Linked DNA regions of Mus musculus: region 2 is linked to region 1. Evidence: chromatin contacts called from public HiChIP or PLAC-seq data. All regions are on one chromosome and are shown on one strand. Each heading gives the region's core, a stretch centred on a gene start, on an enhancer-like site or on the middle of the called end of the contact. The rest is flanking DNA. Distances are from core to core; before and after follow the strand shown. Region 1 overlaps Sdccag8 (serologically defined colon cancer antigen 8). Region 2 overlaps Gm30115 (a long non-coding RNA gene).

The links. HiChIP or PLAC-seq counts read pairs in DNA pulled down with a chosen protein or histone mark.
Region 2: a contact with region 1 is called in a FOXA1 HiChIP or PLAC-seq map of pancreatic cancer cells. The contact joins two enhancer-like sites. A contact is called at or near these places in 1 of 39 promoter capture datasets (embryonic stem cells), 1 of 15 datasets of contacts at CTCF or cohesin (the NIH/3T3 cell line), 2 of 484 Hi-C or Micro-C datasets (bone marrow-derived macrophages and embryonic fibroblasts), 9 of 115 datasets of contacts at active chromatin or transcription factors (the 230-238 cell line, embryonic basal ganglia, embryonic forebrain and 6 more) and 2 of 9 other capture datasets (liver and macrophages).

What each region holds. Positions count from the first base shown.
Region 1 is chr1:176,848,942-176,853,911 of GRCm38.p6, forward strand. Sdccag8 (serologically defined colon cancer antigen 8) reads left to right here. Exons shown (of 18, transcript NM_029756.3): 9 at 4,823-4,961. Among named protein-coding and RNA genes, the nearest start is that of Sdccag8, 37 kb to the left of the region's middle. Within about 2 kb of position 2,615, at least 14 of the 459 cell types and tissues checked have an H3K27ac peak or open chromatin away from gene starts, as enhancers often do. A contact at or near this core is called in pancreatic cancer cells, where this site is marked.
Region 2 is chr1:177,717,064-177,722,189 of GRCm38.p6, forward strand. It overlaps Gm30115 (a long non-coding RNA gene), which reads right to left. Exons shown (of 5, transcript XR_373742.2): 2 at 397-524. Among named protein-coding and RNA genes, the nearest start is that of 1700016C15Rik, 10 kb to the right of the region's middle. Within about 2 kb of position 2,163, at least 53 of the 459 cell types and tissues checked have an H3K27ac peak or open chromatin away from gene starts, as enhancers often do. A contact at or near this core is called in pancreatic cancer cells, where this site is marked.

The DNA of each region.
Region 1 (4,970 bases), core at 1,365-3,864:
GCACAATGCTGCCTACTGAGCATGCCGCTGACTTTGAAAAGCATCCAGCATGCCTTGGGTTTGGATTTCTAGTTTTGTGTACTTAATGTCAGTCAGTGCGTGCTACATGATTTTAATGTAGGATTTGGGAACTGAACCTTAAATGTGATAAATCCAAAGAGCTTGCTGGAGCCTTGAGAAACATGAACTTGTGAAACCAGTCGCCAGCTACTCCTTCCGCACTCCAGCAAGATCTCTTCTGGATATGTGAACCGTAAGTGACATGTGGTAGACAGGGAGGGCGTGAGGCATACCACGGGGACCAGACCACCCATGTTTCTGTGGTGCTCCACACTGGGGATCGTAGTAAGTCACTTAAGATGTGTTAATATTGCTTGTGTTTTTAAAGTTGGTTTGAAATCTTCTGAAGTGTCTTCCACTCAGGCTGCTTTGTCCCATAAAGTAGGTAAAAGCAACGCCAATTTCTTTTATTCTCTTTCATAATGATCAAATTTTAATAGTTTTCAGGTGGTAGTTGAAAATTCTTTAGAGAAATCCTGGATACTTTTTTTTTTTTTGAGGAGAAATGATTCCAGTAGTGCTGTCCTGGGTTTTGGTCCATTTTGTGATCATTGGCAGGCTTCTGTCCAGCTGGCATTAAACAGCTGCAGCAGGGAGCTTTCCAAAAATGAGGCACAAAGAAATGTTTCATCAGCCTTCTAGACTTTCCTTAAAGACAGGAGTAATGATGCTTGTTAAAACGCTGTTTACTGCAAATGCATAAAATTGACAGTGACTTAAAGCATTATTGCCTAGTAGTTCTGTATTTCCAGATGAGGTTGATTCATATTTCTTTTATTTATTTATTTATTATATGATTTTTTTCTTTTCTTTTTTTAAATTTAATTTTACTTGTAATTCATTTTTTACACTCCATATTCCATTCTCCTCCCCTCTCCATCCACCCTCCAGCTGTTCCACATTCCACACTTCCTCCCCACCCCACCCCATCTCCACATGGATGCCCCTACCCCCCACCCCACGTGACCTCTAAACTTCCTGGGGCCTCTGTTCTCTTGAGGGCTAAGTGCTTCATCTCTGAATGAACACAGATCTGGAAGTCCTCTACTGTGTGTGTGTTAGGGGCCTCATATCAGCTGGTGTATGCTGTTTGATGGTCCAGTGTTTGAAAGATCTTGGGGGTCCAGATTAACCAAGACTTTTGGTCGTCCTACAGAATCGCCCTTCTCCTCAGCTTCTTTCAGCCTTCTTCAACTCAACCACAGAGATCAGCAGCCTCTGTCTATTGGTTGGGTGCAAATAACTGCATCTGACTCTTTCAGCTGCTTGTTGGATCCCTCGGAGGGCAGTCATGTTAGATCCCTTTTTGTGATTCATGTTTCTTAAAGCAACCTTCTCCTATGTGTATTTACACCCACGGCTGACGTTTTCAGGGTCTTCACCTGGCTTCCCTTGCTCCGACAGTTCATTAAGTTTCTGATGTGCTGCACTCATAGTGTGTGCAAGGGCTTTTCCAGTACAGCCCCATCCCTACCCTCACAGGTTGTGTTCTGTGTGTTGTCTTTACCCCTGCCTGCTTTCTACCTGGGCTGTGGAGTACTGTGAGTTCAGTTCATGGGGCTGGCTCACCTTCACCAGGAAACGCCCTGGCTGAGACCCTGGGGTGATCATGTGCTGTTTTTAAGTTTTTGTACAACTTTGCCTCAGAAGATGATGTCGCATGTGTCTGTTCCACTGTGTCCCTTTGTCCTCAGGCCTAACACTAGTTTTGTCCTCTGGACACAGCCTCTGAAGGAGGACGCACCTGCCCACAATCCACCTGGCTACCTGCCATACTATTGTCACATTTCTGAATACCCAGTAGTCTTGACAAATGCAAGAGGAAAGTGTAGGGTGCAAAGTGGGAGATCAGCTAAGAAAGTGACAGGCAGATGAAGATGGGGGTAGAAGGAACCAAGGCTCCCCACTGACGAGCCCAGGCTGCCACCAAGAGCTCTTTGTTTCCTGAGTATACAGTGTTGGGTAAGGAGTGGAGTTGAAACACAGCCAAAGGCGAGATGCAGCGCTAAGTGTAGGACCCTGAGCTTGCCAGGATGGCTCTCCATAACCTCCCATGGCCATAGGAGGCGCTGGAGTGGCTCACTCCCACCCGTGCAGATGTTTGTTTGCCATCTCCTAAAAGATGATTTTAATGAAATGTCTGTGTTTGGGGCTCATTTGTAATGATTTTCTTTGGCTTAAGGGTTGATGAATTTATATCCTAAAGCATCTTGAACTAGAAGAATTAACGTTTACTTTGCTCTTCTAAATAATAACTTGACTTTTTCCATGTAAATCTTACAACATTATTACTGGGAAATCTCTTTTGGTATCACTTATGAAGTCTTCCTGTTATGGATGTCCTTAGTCATACACTTGAGCTTTTTAGTTTATTTTAATATGGAAAGATAGTAGACTCATAAACAGATTAAACTATTCTAAAGTAGTTTAATTTGTGGCTTTAATTTTACATGTATTTTTTATGTGCATGTGTTTGTGTGCACACATGCATTCCATGGCAGAGAGCCTCTCTCGGGAGTTGTTTAACTCCTCCCACCATGTAGGTCCTTGGCATGAGACTCAGTTTGTCATCCCCAGCAGCAAGCGCTTTCCCCACAGTGAGTCATCTTGCGGCCCCGTACATATGTTCTTCTTGTCATTTATTTTGTCTAGGATCTACTATGTGACAAATACTACTCTTGATAGAGGGTGCCCTGAAAATAAACTAAGTGGCTTAAAGCTATCTCCGTGAGAAGCAGAGGTGGTCGCTCTTGGCCTCGCAGGGTCAGTTAACTTGTTTTACATTCACTGGGCAGCTTGCCGTTCTCTTTGGGGCTGGGAACCTCGTCCTTGTGATAGAGTAGTATCAGGGCAGAGAAAGGATGCCACCGAGCTATAACGTTTTTGCTATTCAGTAGCTCTCAGGGAGGCGAGCACATGATTCTCAGACTGCTTTGTGCTCCTAAGGGTGATTTTCTTCCAGGTTCATAGGTCCTTGTCATTTGTGTATCCCGGTTTATGTTATTTACACTTTTGTTTTGAAACTCAAATAAGTACAAATTCTGTTTTGCTTGCATTCCTTTTTTACTTTAGAATGATAAATCTGCTTTTGAGTCTCTTACTCTCCCACATAATTATGCCTCATAATATTCAATCAGAACAATTTACTGTTTTTTATTTCACTTAGGATAAAAATTAAGTAATTTTCATGGATTTAAAACAAATCAGGAAGCTCATCACCATTCCATGAATTTTATGCTATTTGTAACAATTTGTGGTTTAACAAAAAGAGCTTTTATGAATGTGTTCAGCATTACATGTTTCTAAAACTGTGTGTGACTATTTTCCAAATACCACAGATAGTTTAAAATCTTTTCTTCGGGAGATTTGTGGAGTCATTAGTTAGTTTAGAAGGGTATTTGGAATCAGTGTTTGCGATCTTCCAAACCACTCTTCAGTGCTTGCTTGCAGCTTGCTTGCTTGCAGCTTGCTTGCTTGCAGCTTGCTTGCTTGCAGCTTGCTTGCTTGCAGCTTGCTTGCTTGCTTTTCTTTCCTTTTTCTTTCTTTTTATCCCAGTTGCTTCTTCTCTGACAGTTTATAATCTGGCAGCGGGTTGACGCTGCATGAGAGAGCTGGTCATGTTGATGGCGCACAAGATGGCACATGTACAGTCCAGCATGCTTTTCACTCTGCTTTGTAGATGTAGACAATTTACCACCTCATTTCTCTCATTGGCACCGTGGGTATGTACAGTTTTAAACTATATCTTTATTTTGCATATACATGTGCTAGCTTGTCTGCATGCTGCATGGGGTCCTGAGAGACCGAATGTAGATCTGGTCGGGAACCACTTGGTGTGGGTGCTGAACCCAGGTCCTTGTGAAGAGCAAGTTCTTCTCCCTGAGCTGTCTCTCTAGTTCCCCCTACTACGGATTGTTGTACAGTGATAAGTTTCGAAATATCCTGAGAGTTTGTTATGGAATTCGTTTAACCCGGGAAATTGGATCTTAGCAATTTTTCATGTCACAACATTGGTATTCTGCTTACTCAACAAGCAGCCCAGCCTAGTGGACATCTGAGGCTTATTAAGGGAGGGGTGGAGCTTGCCCAGGATTCAGACCAGTAGCCAAGATTTTGTTCAATTAGAGTGTCAGCTCCTAAAAGATACAACTGGAGGGCTTGAGGGGTCCCATAAAAATACCCACTGAAATAAAAAGCAGAAATAAACAGCAGACTTCATAACTAGCTGAGAGAATTTGACTGGGGGTGGGGGAGATGAAAATGAGGCCACGGAAGGATTAAAAGGAAGTGTGTCCACCAGTCCTAGCAAGCCAGAGTAGACAGCACGTCAAGGCCTTTGAACCCCCACCCCTGCCTGCTAACGAGTGAGACCAAGGTTTCTCTTCAAATATTCTAAGTCTTTCACATAGACTTCCTCATTGGTAAAGCTGCCTTTGATGTGCGCACTCTTCTGAACTTGGTTGCCTGTCCCAGCTCCTTCACTTCCCTTTTCTAAGTCATTCCCTCTTGCTGAGGCCTCTCTCTGTGGTCCTGCATATGCCAGCCATTTCCAAAAAAGGGTATTGTCCCATGCAGATGTGGTCCTGCCTGGAATGCCGCAGTCCTTCTGCCACTCTGCCTGCCACTTGCCGAAGGAGGACAGAGGGTCGTTCTCTGGGTGGTGCTTGATGCGTGCTGAGCAGGCCCGCCATAGCACTTCTAATACACACGAGTGCTTCCCTTTCTTCATTTCTTACCTGGTGTGTTCTTTTTGTGCTGACAGAGAGAGAGATGACTTAATGTCTGTGCTAGTCTCTGTGCGGAGCAGCTTGGCAGAAGCGCAGAAGAGAGAGACAAGTGCCTATGAGCAGGTGAAGCATGCTGTGCAGATGACAGAGGAAGCCAACTTTGAGAAGACCAAGGCAAGTCTG
Region 2 (5,126 bases), core at 913-3,412, 870 kb after region 1:
AGCGCTATGGTTTTGTAGGCTGGGCATGGTGGCACACACATCTTTACTTGAAACACTCGGGAGAGAGAGACAGGTGGATCTCTGAGTTCTAGGAACCACCTAGTCTACAAAATGAGTTCCAAGCCAGCCAGGAGAGAAACCCTGCTGGGAGGGGGAGGGAGGAGCTGTGCTTTCACACTGTTCTGCTTCAGGCTTCTGGAGCAGTAAAGGAGAGAGAACGTCCTCTCTACAGCATCCTGGAGTGGAGCCAGCCTCTGAGCTATTTAGTCTCTCACACAGCTCCTGGACTTTATTTTGGACAGCCTCAAAGCCTGTTTCTCCAGGACTCAGCACCAAGTCTGTGGTCTCAGTCGTCCCTCATTGGTCTGGTCCTTGGTGGTGATAACGAATACCTACCCTCATCCTTAAGACTGAGTCTTCCTCTCCCAACATGTACTTAGTTCTTATCAAAAGCAGCTGCATTCTTCTCTCTTCTGGGAGTCACCAGCACCCCCTATTCCTGAGTATCTGAGGGCCTCAGTTACCTTCCAGAAAAGAAGAGGAGATGTGTTAGCATACACCCTAGGCCTCTCCCATGCCAGTCGCTGGTCCAGGCCCTGGACTGCGTTGTCCCTTTATCTCTCCAGCAGTTGTGAAAGACTGATACAACCTCCCAGTACTCAAGTAAAAGGTCACATGTTTTTTGGTTCCTAAACAAGGGCCTTTCTCAAGGTCACCTAACTGAGAAGCAGGAAGAGGACAGGTTTGAAGCCTGCTCAGTCCAGTCTGAGGGCTTTGTCACCACCGAGTCCCCAGGCTTCCCAGGGACTCTAGCGTTGCTCCAGACCACAGCTGAGTGTGGGCCCTAACTTCCAGTTGCCTTTCCTGTTGCTCTGAAACCCTCCCTCCCTTCCTTTCTCCCCCCTTCCCTCTCTCCTCTCCAGCCACCTTCCTCTTTCCTCCTTTCTTCCCATTTTCTATAGGGTCTCCTGTACCTAAAACTTCAAATTAATAAGGTAGCCAAGGATGGTTTTGAACTCCTGATCTTCTTGCCTCCACTTCCCAAGAGTTGGAATTTCAGACGTGTACCACACCCAGCTGAGGAGCTACGGGAGATGGAGCCCAAGGATGTTGTGGATGGTAAGCAAGAAAAGCAAGCAAACAAGCAAGCAAGCACTCTACCAACCAAGCTATAACCCCAGCCGTATTCTTTCTTTGATGCTGGGGACTGAACACAGGGCCTTCAACATGCTGAGTGTACTAGGCTACAGAGGCCCAGGGCTACTGAGGAACTTCCCAGAGCTGCTCACCAACCTCAGGGTCACAGCTCTGCCATCTCCCCTGGTGGGGTCCCTTACTTACACATCATGATGCAAGTCAGCCTCTGGAGAGAAGCAAAGTCTGGGGGTCACACAAGCTTAAAGGCAACGTGGCCAATGGATAGCTTGTGCTGCGGCCTGGTCCTCATTGCTCTCCTATTCAGTGTTGTGGATCTACCCCTTAGTAGCTTCCATGGAAAAGCTCTCTCTGCCTGGGAGTCTGGAGTCATTGTTTAAATGCCTTTGTTTCAAAGCTAAGTTTAAAACAACTAAACTGAAATGGGCTAACGGCGGCTGCCACAGATGCTGCGGCTGTGGAGATTTGCATTATACACAAAATAGGATGTAACGATGTCACTGGGCATTTATCAAAATCACAGCCGTTAGGCAACAAAGGCTCTGGAAATCATGACTGCACTTGGAGGCATCTCCCAACAATGCCTCCTCTCAGGAGGGGCCCCAAGACCACCGCTGACAATTTCCTTCAGGCCTCATCAATGTTTTTCGTTGTTTAAAGACACACATTAATTTAGAGTCTCCTCCCATTCTCTCCGTAAATTACAGCATTCAGAAGAAGTGGCAGCTGCTGTAATTAAGACACAGTTAATTGCCCGTCTCCTTAATTGCAATGATAGGATTTTGACAGTTTGGTAAATAAGAATTGTTTGGTTTCCTCTGGCAACTTCAGCCTCAGTCAACTCTCCTCTGCCAGTGCAGAGTCCCCCAGCTCTGGGACAAAGGGGTGCAGTCCAACCTAAAAGAATGGGAAGGTTGGCATGCTGTTTCACCTCCAGACTTGTCTCTCTGCTAGAGCCTACCCAGCACAGCTTCTTCCACTGCCCCACCCCACAGGGTGTCTCCACATTCCAAACTTGTGCCTACTCAGTGGAATGCACAGACGCAGGAAGCCTCCACTACACAGCAACCATCTCCTTCACTGCAGGAAACCAGAAAACACACCCAAAATCAGGAGCAAAGCCGGAAACTCAGCTCAGAATGTCTTACTCATAGTCTTCCCACTGGTCTCAAAGAGCGTTCTACAGAGGCAGAGAGACATTAGGGGTCACACAAGATGTGTTCAGAGCTGTACCAGTTACTGTTTGGTTACTATGATAAAAGACCTGACATGATGAACTTATGATGGAGAAAGGTATGTCTTGTCTTAGTCTGGAGGTTTCAATCCTGGTCAGTTGGCTTGTTGCTGTGGGGCCTGTAATGATCAGCATGTCATGACAAGAGTGGGTAGGAATGGAAACTTTCACCTTGGCCAAAATGTGAAACAGAAGAAGGAATCAAGAGTCCCACTGTCTCCCTCACATCCACATTGCCAATGACCCAGGACCCTCTACCTGATCCACCTCTTGGTGATCCACCACTTCCCAGAGCATCAAGCTCTCAACACTTTACCTTGATTGGTCAGATACTATATGTATCCAGAACCCAGTCGCTTTCATGACAAATAGTATAAAGGAATATTAATGTAACAACATGGCTGCTATGGCAAGGGATCACATACAATCTAGGTCTGTGTGATCTGGTTGGAATGACACACCTTTAATCTCTCTGGCTGGAATACAGCCATGACCTTACCACGCACCTTTAATCCCAAACAATGAAGGTAAAACTCATTTGTAGAAGGAAGCAGTCATGTTTGAAAGTGATGTCTAATTGAGGGACAGAAAAATGGAGAATCAGAGAAAGAGTTGGAAGGACAAGTCAGCAATAGGATACGTCCAACTCTCGTGAGAATAGACAGGAAAGCGAGGAGACTTAAGAGTGGCACAGGGAGAGAGAAAGATGAGACTCAAGTGTTGGTGTGTGGTGTGGGTGTAGGTTGCAGGTGAAGACAGAATGGGCCAGATAATGAAAAGGAGCCAGAAGATTAGAACATATTGCCAAAGTTAGTATGAGGCCGAGCAGAGTCATTCAGTCAAAAGCCAAGAGAAGCCTTCTTGAATCAGTCAGCTTGAAGAGGCATTTGGGCCAGAATAGTTGGTTTAAACCAGCCAGCCAGATTTTAGAAAGAACTAGAAAGGGTGAGCTTATTCAGCAGTAAGTCACTGAGATGACAATTACATCTGGCAAATAAATATTACTTTTACAAAATAGTATTTTAAGAATTCAAACTACACTTTTGGGATAGCATTGGAAATGTAATTGAGGAAAATACGTAATAAAAAAAAGAAAAGAAAAGAAAAAAAGAATTCAAACTGCATTTTATTTACCTGTGTGTTTGTGTCTGTGTGTGTGTGTGTTTGAGCACGTGCATGTACAAAGTGGTTTTCTCCCTCTCTATGTGGCTTCCAAGGATCAGACTCAGGCCACTAGGCTTGATGGCAAGTGTCTTAACCCCTGAGCCATCTTACCAGCCCCCAAAGTGGATTTTTAGGATGTAAATTGAAAAAAGTAATTGTGCTGTGTTTGTAGTAACTGTTCAATAAATAGAGGTTATACAGCAAGCAATATTGTTCCACATTTTATGTAAACCTGTTTCTACTCCTTTATTATTCACAATTCTTTATTTTTCATAGACCTAATTCTATGGGAATCATGATTTACATTCTGGACAGAGATTTACCACTTTCCAGTGACAGCATATAAAGAACTCCGGGTAGAAGCAGTCATCAGAAACACTAGATCTAAGTCTGGGAGCCTGGAGAAGTGTTCACTGGCTCCCTGTGAGTCAGGGGTGGGGGTAGGCGTAGAAACAATGTTAATAGTGATAAGACCATCACTCTGGTTGTGTTGTGACAGCTGTGTTATTAGTTGCTCCTGCTCCTCAAAGGGTACACAGGCTGACAGACTAGAAAAGGTGGTAGTGACAATGACCATGTTTTCCTCAGAGCACCTGCCCTTTCCTAAGTAAATAGCAAAGAAAGACCAGGTGGTGGTGCTCACCTTTAATCCCAGCACATGGAAGGCAGAGGCAGGTGGATCTCTGTGAGTACCCGCCCAGCCTGGTCCAGAGAGCAAGCTCCAGGACAACCAAAGGTATACAGAGAAACCCTATCTCGAAACACAAAACAAAACTAACAAACAACAAAAAAGGAAGCTTCACCCATCTGTCTACTACAGTACAGAGGAAAGCCATCACCAGGGAGACAGCTGTCCTTAAATGTACTGTTTTACCATTATGTAGGGGTGTGGCTGTCAGTACACCTTCCCAGCACCACCTGAACCTCACATTTTACCTGTCTTCCCCATACAAGGTCTGAAGCCTCTGGCAGATGGCACAGAAGACGACATGCAGATCTTGCTTGTGATCATAGCTGCACTTGGATTTAACAGACTTGGTTGACAGTTATGATCTTGTTGAAAACTGGCAACATCTCTCTAAGCCCTTCTAGTTTTAAGATTTCTATTAAAAACTCAGCTATTATTCTGAGGGCTTGACTTTATACGAAACTGATTTTTTTTCTTGCAGTTTTCAATATTGCTTTTTTTGATCTGTAATATCCACTGTTTTAACCATTATATGACATATGAAGTTTCTTCTTTGCTGTTTTCTTTATTGGGGGGGTTCTTTATTTGTTTCAGACAGGGTCTCACTATGTAGGGCTGGCTGTCCTGAAATTCGCTGTGTAGAACAGGCTGACCTCGAACTCACCGAGATCCACCTGCCTCTGCCTCTGCCTCTGCCTCTGCCTCTGCCTCTGCCTCTGCCTCTGCCTCTGCCTCTGCCTCTGCCTCTGCCTCTGCCTCTGCCTCTGCCTCTGCCTCTGCCTCTGCCTCTGCCTCCCCAGTACTGAGATCAAAAGCATGCAGCACAATATCCTAACTAGGTGAAATTTCTTTTCTGGTCCTGTCTATTTGGTGTTTTTATTGATT